3 separate regions of the Mus musculus genome follow, and regions 1 and 3 are each linked to region 2. The links are chromatin contacts, called in public Hi-C maps. All regions are on one chromosome and are shown on one strand. Each heading gives the region's core, a stretch centred on a gene start, on an enhancer-like site or on the middle of the called end of the contact. The rest is flanking DNA. Distances are from core to core; before and after follow the strand shown.

What was found. A called contact is a pair of places that touch in the nucleus more often than the background predicts.
Region 1: a Hi-C map of cerebral cortex shows a contact between it and region 2, with 1.8 times the contacts expected there. The contact joins the enhancer-like site here to the promoter of Ntm in region 2. A contact is called at or near these places in 13 of 484 Hi-C or Micro-C datasets (the HL-1 cell line, Sertoli cells, brain and 7 more) and 2 of 115 datasets of contacts at active chromatin or transcription factors (embryonic forebrain and embryonic midbrain).
Region 3: a contact with region 2 is called in a Hi-C map of cerebellum, with 4 times the contacts expected there. The contact joins the enhancer-like site here to the promoter of Ntm in region 2. A contact is called at or near these places in 3 of 484 Hi-C or Micro-C datasets (cerebellar granule neurons, cerebellum and nephron progenitors).

The regions. Positions count from the first base shown.
Region 1 is chr9:29,241,826-29,244,525 of GRCm38.p6, forward strand. The region is part of intron 1 of Ntm (neurotrimin); the gene reads right to left. Among named protein-coding and RNA genes, the nearest start is that of Ntm, 170 kb to the right of the region's middle. Within about 2 kb of position 1,311, at least 3 of the 459 cell types and tissues checked have an H3K27ac peak or open chromatin away from gene starts, as enhancers often do. A contact at or near this core is called in cerebellar granule neurons and cerebral cortex, where this site is marked.
Region 2 is chr9:29,411,142-29,413,985 of GRCm38.p6, forward strand. It overlaps Ntm (neurotrimin), which reads right to left and starts at 1,544. Exons shown (of 7, transcript NM_001357602.1): 1 at 415-1,544. The coding sequence starts at 581.
Region 3 is chr9:29,549,450-29,552,149 of GRCm38.p6, forward strand. It overlaps a transcript of Ntm not described here. Among named protein-coding and RNA genes, the nearest start is that of Gm15521, 82 kb to the right of the region's middle. Within about 2 kb of position 1,347, at least 6 of the 459 cell types and tissues checked have an H3K27ac peak or open chromatin away from gene starts, as enhancers often do. A contact at or near this core is called in cerebellar granule neurons and cerebellum, where this site is marked.

The sequences.
Region 1 (2,700 bases), core at 61-2,560, 170 kb before region 2:
CATCACGCTCAGTTTTAATGTGTTCAGGGGGAACCAGAGCCAGGGCAGCAAAGGTCAGGAACCAGGCCTATGAGGAATTTGAAATTAATCTTGGAAAAGAGAAGACATTCATAACCGTTTTCAAGTTTGTGAAGATCTATTATGTGGGAAAGGTGGTAGGGGAAAATATTTCAGAACTTGTAGGTATAATTGATAAAACAGGTAGAAAAGTCTATTTTTATAATTATAGTGAATACAAATGGCTACATCATTAGACAGTGACTTCTTCATCTCACCAACAGTCAGCAGCAGCAGCAATCAAACAACCAAGCACCCAAACACCCAAGCACCCAAGCACCCAAGCAACCAAGTAACTGGTGGTAACATCAATTGGAAGCACAATCCAAGGGATATTAAAGAGCTTCACTCATAAGCTAGGGTTTATAAATGATGGTTGTCAGATTCAAACACAGATCCACTGATTCCAGATCATAAACTCCTATATGTGCTTTATTACCTCAAAGTTCTGATGTGGATTCAGAAAGAAGACACACAAAAAGAACCAACGAGAGCCCTGGATGGCATAGCTATTATCCATGAGTATTGGCTATTGTCACTGCTATCTCTGGACAAGGGGAGCTGGCCAGCAGCTAATGCTAAGGTTTTCTGGTTCACTAAAGAGTGTGCCTCTGAATAGCATCAGTGTTGTCTCTGGGCTGCCTCTTAATACCTCATTTCCTATGCTAGGACCCTGTGATGTGGGTAGCCTGACTCTCATGCAAGGGTCAAGTGCCCTTCTGCAAAGCCAGCTCCAATACCCTTGAGGTTCTACATCTAATCCTAAAGTTGGACTTTTCTTTATTCAAATCCCATTCAGAATTGGCACAATTCCATTTGCTGATTCAAAAAAGGGAAAGAGGTTTTGAAAAGGCTTATAACAAAGGCTCATAAGCCTTACAGATCAAACAGCTCTTAAAGAACAACATTTTGATGAGTTAAGTGTAAAAGAACCAGAAACATACGGATTAAATTCCCCTTGAAATTTGAATGCATTTAAAAATTAAAGGGAAAAGCACTTGGCAGAATGCACTTGGGTCCTCTACTGAATCTCAAACATTTAGGAAAACGGCTTGAGACATTGGACCCAAATGAAGCCACTTTCTATCTGGCTTCCATTAAGTGCTGCTGGGTACTTCTCCCCCTTCCCCCATCTCTTAGGAGACTATTTCAGATCCCCAGTTCCTAGTCCTTTCTTTTCCCTTAATAGCTAATTGCTAATTAGCAAGATATTTGTGTGCTGGGAGAAGCAGTTCATTTTCTGAAATGGCCGGAGCCTACTGCTCAGGTCATCCAGTGGCACTCACCCAGATACTCACTGCGAAGCATGTGGTGTGCAGTGGCCTGGGAAGCTCTACGTGGGCTGCGCTACCTGCCACCTGCCATCCAAATGCTGAGTGTGGGATGCAAAGCACACGGATGGGCATGTCAGGTTCTGGGGGCCGGAGCTAGCTATCATCACCAGACAACATAGCATTGTTTTGGAGTCTGCATGGGCAGGGCAGGGTAGACTCTGCAAGAATCACAGTGTACATGGGCAGGGCAACAAGAGAGAGTAAAGTGGGATTGTTAGGTAAATAAAATAATTTTTTTTGGCTTGTGTGGGTGGTATTGGTAGGGGGTGGTATCCAGAGGTTCCTTCACATGTGGCAAGAAACTATATCTTCTGGCGTTTGTACATAGTCACAGATTATTGTTACTACTTATGGTTTGATCAGGTCCTCACTCTATCTTAGAATAGGAAACTGACCAACATCAATAACCACTGTCAAAGAGTCTGTGAATATCGTGAGCTATGGCTGAGGGTTTTCTTTTGTTGTGATTATAGTTTTCTTTTGTATGATCTGTTTTCAGGTGAGCAATAAACTTAGAGGCTTTGGCAAAGGCACAGGGTTCTGACTGGGGAGCCATAGACCCAGGCTTAACTCCTATCTCAGTCACTTTTTAGCCAGATGGAGCCGAGGAAAAGATTTGGTCTCTTATGGTCTCCATGTTCTCTGTAAAATGAGAATTTTACTGCGGTTGATGAGGAGGTGAAAATGCTTCATCACTCAAGTCCATCACTGGGCAGAATAATAGTGCATCTCATAAGTAAATAGAATTCTGCCTCTGTGGTCTCTATCTGAAGGGTTGAGACCAGTTCTTCCTGTGGATTTGCATGAGTTATCAAGTCCATAAAATTGGATGATGACAATGAGTAGAATTTTAGTAGTGTTTGGATAAGGTGTAGATAATGAACACTGGTTTGCATGTCCTCCATCAGGTCTTTTATTGGCATAGTAGTAGAACTGGGCATGTGGTGACAGAAATCTTGATTTTTTTTTCTCCAATGTTGGCACTCTCCATGAGCAGTAAATCTGGTACCTGGTCCAAATCCCACATATTCGCTGTTTCAGTAAGCAAATATGTTAGGGTGGTGGGGAGCCCCAGACATTCATTTTGACTTCAATTTCTCTACCACTGTATCTCGACTTCCAGGACAGAGCAACACTGGTTCAACATACAATACATCCTAAAATATCTACTATTTTTCCATTTTCAGAAAACAATTTGTAGACTGCTCATCTGCTTGAATCAAACAAAAGTCACAGATAAAGAAAAGACATATTTAGCAAGCAGGGTAGTTGCTGAGAACATGGTATAGCTGTTTCCATAATGCACACT
Region 2 (2,844 bases), core at 294-2,793:
GCACGGGTAGTGCGAGGGCATCCACACCAAGCCAGATCCCTGCTTTGGGACTCATTAACTTCAGCAGGGAGATCATCCATGCTGAGTCTCAGCCAAGCCCCAGGTCACCATAGCTGTCAGGCTCGGGAAAAGGCAGTAGCAGGACCATTGGCTTCAAAATAAGACAGCTATCCCTCACCTTTAACAAACCCTTGGGTCAAAGGAGCCAGGTTTGGAAAGCACAGCTCTCCCCTAGCATTACCCTGAGGTTGCCACATTCCTTGGTAGAGCAGTTAGCTCATCCAGGAATTGTGCAGCGCAGCAAGCTAGGGATCTCTCCACTAGCCCTGGCTTGCTCCAGAGCACACACCCGCACCCCTGCCCCTTTGCCCCAGCCGAAACAAATCATCATTTAGTAGAGTGGCAGTTCCCTACCTGAGGGTGGCGCTCTCCCCCTGCCTGACCGTCACGTTGTCCATAGCTTTGGGAAAGGTGGCATCTCCGCTACGCACCGGCACTCCTGTGGGTACAAGGAATAGCAGCCTGAGAGACACGACCACGAGGCACTTCCAGGGCAGGAACAGGTACCCACAGACCCCCATTCTCGACAGCCACAACTTCCCAGAACTCCGGTAGTGGCACGCACACGCCCCCCGGGCGAGCACAGGAAGTGGGTGGGGTGGGGAGTGAGCGCGGGGACCCAGCGATGAACTAGCGGCGACCGCGCGATGCACTGGGAGGAGAAAAGCGCGCAGACTCCTCCAAGTCTAATATTCCTCCCCTAAATCCAGCCTCAGCTCGCAGCCTCCGAGAACCAGTTTCCACACACATCCGAGGCGGACTTTCTCCGTGCTGCCTGTAGCCAGGAAGGTGGCCAGGAAGGAGAAGCGCAAGGCAGGCAAGCAGGCGCACAGGTGCGGGTCTCAGAAGCTGCCTCTTCCCCGTAGCAGTTCAGGCATGGCACTTTGGACAGGAGTAAGCACTTTGGTATCCAACGGGGTTGTGGCTGGGTTGAATCCAGCTACCCAGATGTGGTCTACGATTCCTCAGTCGAACGAGAGGAAATCCAGCACTTTCTTAAGTTTCAGAGCAAGGCTCGGCGCCAGAAACAATCTGGAACAATAGCAGATGGAAAGTAGAGCACGCAAGAGGCGGCACGGAGGGAGCAAGGAGGCGCCTGCTAAGCCGGCTTCCTGCAATCCGGACTCGGGAATCCTGCCGCAGAGCCACGGTCAACTTGCTCAGAGCCCAGATTCGCGCTGCAGCTTGGGCTGTCTCTGCAGCGCAGCAGCAAGGTTGGAGCGGCGCGGCAGGGGCGGACCGCAGCGGTCCCTAGCCCGCTCTCTGGCTCGCTGCAGAAGACGAAGCGCAGTCGGCACCACCGGAGCCGCGGACGCCACGCTCAGCGGCCGCCCCCGGCCTCCGCGCTGCCTTCCTCCCGGGAGCAGCCCCGACGCGCGCGGGCCCCGACCGCCGGGGTTGTCATGGCAGCAGCTCCATCCCTGACCGCCACTTTCTCTCCTTGCCGACTCCAAGCGATCCGGCTGGCGGGAGGCACGGACTGTGCGCTCATCCTGGCGGGTGCGGGGCGCGGGCGCCCACCTTAACCCCCGCCGCGCCGGGCCAGGGCAGGGCGGTGTACCACCTCTGGCCACCGTTTTAACCATTTCCGGATTTGAAGAGCTAGCTCTTCGCAATTAAGAAGACAAAGTTACTGTGAGGTCTTAATAACCCTAGACATCTTAATAAGGGTCACAAACTAACTAGGAAGAGAAGAGCCTGCAGCATGCATATGTGCACCTTTAAAATGGTCAAATTAATTCTATCAGCATTGAGAGTACATTTACAACGTTAGGAAGATGCTTTAAATAATCTCATTTTTATTCAATGTTACACCACCCTTTGCACTACACCCACCCTCTTAAAACCCCGCAGACTCAACACAGCCATTCTAAGAGATAGTCCACGTAAAATATAAATGTGGAAATTCCAGAAGGACCTTGGTTGATGGAGTGAGCAAAATCCCTTTAAAATGTTGGTCAAGTTCAACACAGCCTTTTTTCAATTCCCCAACCTCACCCCAGACACTGAGAATGCTAACTGGGTAAAAGGTACACAGGCATGGGCCAGTGTAAGCCACAGCCTTGTTTATAAAGAAGATTCTCTGGGTTCTGGGTTCACACTCTGGCGTACCTGATTTCATCTCCAAGAGGCGTGGCTTTCTTTAAATCTTTGAAGCCCAAAGAAAGACTGGATATGCCTGAGCTTCTGTGACTTCTCTCTGTCTGCTGCTGGTTCCTCTGTGCCTACATCATGTTTCTCCCTTCACACTAACTCTGATGGACCATGCCTGGTCCCTGTACAGGGAACAGGGTAGATCCGTTAGAACAGTGTGGGTAACGCCAATAGGCTCCCTTCCCTGGAATTTCCAGTCCTGAGCTCCCAATACTGTCCTGAATTGTTACTGGGAAAGGAATGGGGGTACACTGGTTCTGTTTATTTCCCTAGACTTTCTCTTGCATTCAGTTGGGGCACTATTTTTTTTAAAAAGTCTATGAAATAAAAGTGGGTGGGGGGGAGTGCTTCCCCAAAGCCATCCAACACCAGATACGAAGAAAACATTACTACAGAACCATTATTAACCTCAGAGGTGCTGGTACCAATGAACATTGACGCTATGGAGTCACACCAGCCGTTTCCATGTAGATAGTATGTAAGGATCCACACGTGCACCTGTCCCACAATCTCCCCCTCACACTACTACAGTGGAGGGGTGGGTAGAGGTCAGCTGTGGAATGTGTTAACCAAACTCAAAAATGGCAAAAGAAGATGAGTAAGCTAGCTTTTCTAGCTTTGTAGTTGCCC
Region 3 (2,700 bases), core at 97-2,596, 140 kb after region 2:
CTCTTTTCATATTTAGATAGCATGCTCTGTCTAAAAGTTTGTGGCTTTGTAACTTCCTACCTTCTCAGTTCGTTCATACTTCATCTTGGCTGGGAGCTCGGTCATGAGACAGTGCTTAACACTAACCTGCTATCACCCTGATTCGCTGATTCACTTCAGTTAGCACACAATAGATTCTTCCATTCACTATGCTTTTCTAAGTTGTCCTACATATGTCTGTGCTGGTCCTGTACATTTGCCATTAAAAGACATTACATTTTAGTCCTGCTTGTTTGTTTGTTTGTTTGTTTGTTTGTTTGTTTTTAGAAGAATCTGGACTCTAGCATCTCACCACTTTGAACACAAAGGCAAACACTGCCTCTGTAAGGCACTCATGAGTATAATCACACTAAGCATACACTAGCAGTCTTGCTTTCTACTACTTTTTAAAATGCTCGAAAAAGTGGGGTGGGGCCAATGAGATGCTCGTAGTCAAGCCTGAATTCAAGCCCCTAGGACCCACATAGTGGAAGGAGATAATGAAGTCCCGCAAGCTGTCCTCTTAACTCCACAGTGCACTACGGTATGTGGATGCCCCCTGTGCTCCAAGAAATACATAAAGGCAAAATGTAAAAGCCTTCAATAAGTAGACTCACGCTGAGGAGCATTTTATCTTGGCTCCCAGATTGGAAGTTTTTAGCACATGACTGGTTGGCCCAACTCTTGTGTTTGTAATCAGGCAACAGATCCTGTAGTGGAAGCTCAATATAGAGCAGAGCCACTTGTCTCGTGGCAGAAAAAACGGAGAGCGAGAGTAGGGTGTGACTAGGGTCCCAAAGTCCTCTTCAACATCACACATCTAAGACGTGCGTCTGAGAACCAGGCTTCACTCTTATACCTCCAGGGAGACATGCGTAATACAGCAATAACCTGTTCACCGCTGTCGTGCCTTGGCAGCTGAATCATCTATGTATGAATATCAAGGTAAAGTCTAACACTCAGCCATCACTCAGTGTGGTCACAAATACACACAGTAGCCAGCTATAAGGTTGTCCTAAAGTTCTCAGGCTTGGAGCTGGGGCTGTCGATCAGTGCTACAGTTTGGCTCCCGTGCATGACACCCTAGCTTTAATCTCTAGTACCAAGAAATTAAATAAGATTCAAGCTGAAGTCTTTCATTTGCAGGCTGTGAATAACTTCGTGCTCTTAAGCAAACACTGGCTGAAATAATTTAGAAGGTAGAAAGTGCTTCCCTGAAGAAAATGCTGGCTCTACCTGAAAGACGCCCCGCTGTCTGCACCTGTTCGGCACTGAGCTAGCCTTCTGTCTGGCTCCTCACCGTTCGCAGCAGAATGACATCCCATCCCCATCTGCTGTCTCAAGCATATGGCCATCACAGCCACGTAGGATGCCTGCACTACAGGTACCTGTTAGAGAGCTCAGTCATTAATTGTCTGAATCCCAGAGTTAGCCAGTGACTCTCAGAACGCAGCAGATAGGTTTTAATAAGACTGGTTAAAAGTGATATTCACAATTATTTTTCTTTTATATTCTCCCATTCCTAAAATAATGGTGTAAAATTAGATTTTCACATGAAAAAAAAAGTGCTATAAATGTTTGACCCAAATTGACAATATCGTTTCTCCTCATTGCCACCTTGATTAGGAGCACAGAGCCTTCAGGAGGTGCCTCTGCTGTTTTGTAAGATTTTCTGCAAGGCACCTTTTGCCTTCTTGCTAGAAGAGAGTCATCCTCACAGCAAGTATGTATGTCTTGAGTTCTGCTCCAGGAACACACTACCCTTGCTGGCATGCCTCCTCTCTGTTAAGAGGCGTTACGGATGCTGTGTGACTTCCTCGAACTCTTACATGCTATGGTCCAATTACAAAACTTTCTTTCCTGGGTATGATGGAAGGATCAACCTCCTGCTTTAAGAATTCTGCTGTGTTCTAAGTGTTTTAATCTCTGTCTCATTTTGTTACTTAAATCCCATGTCATCATCACTTATTTATCTTACTTTATTTAATTTAATTTAATTTAATTTAATTTTTGCCTCTGCTCAGGCTTTGGCTTTGCCAGGACTTAGGCGTCCTCCTTCTGTGATGATCAGCTCAATGCCCCTGAACCCCCCTCCCACGACCACATCTGCCTGTCAGTACCCATGTCCTTGTGTGGCAAAACAAAATATTGCACAGGTCAGCTTCAAAGACTGGCAAGAAAAATTACCAATCCCAATGATTTTCGTCCCCTGCAGGGTTTCCTTTTATTTTTAAAGGATGAATCCACTCTGTTGTTGATAAAGTGGAAATCCTACAACCAAATACACTTTTCACTCCACATCTATGGAACCCACGTATAGACCTGTATATTCAGCTACCTGAAGACTAAAAGTAATCTGAAAAAAAAAAGTGTCTATATTGCAAACATACAGGTGTTTCTTGCTATGGCTTCATAAACAATACAACCTAAAAATTCTTTATATAATGTTTGCATTGCATTAGGTGTTGTTAGCCACCCAGAAATGATTTAAAGTAGAAGGGTTGATCAGTGTCGTTCATACAAGGAACCTAAGCATTGGGAAGCTGGTTATCTTGTGGGGGCAATATGCATTCAGTGGAAGCCATACTTCAGGTTTTGAATTTTCTCTCTTCCCCAAGCTAGCAATGCGCAGCATAATTCTGTCTTGTGACAGCAAGCAAAGGCAGTAGCTACAACTCCCAG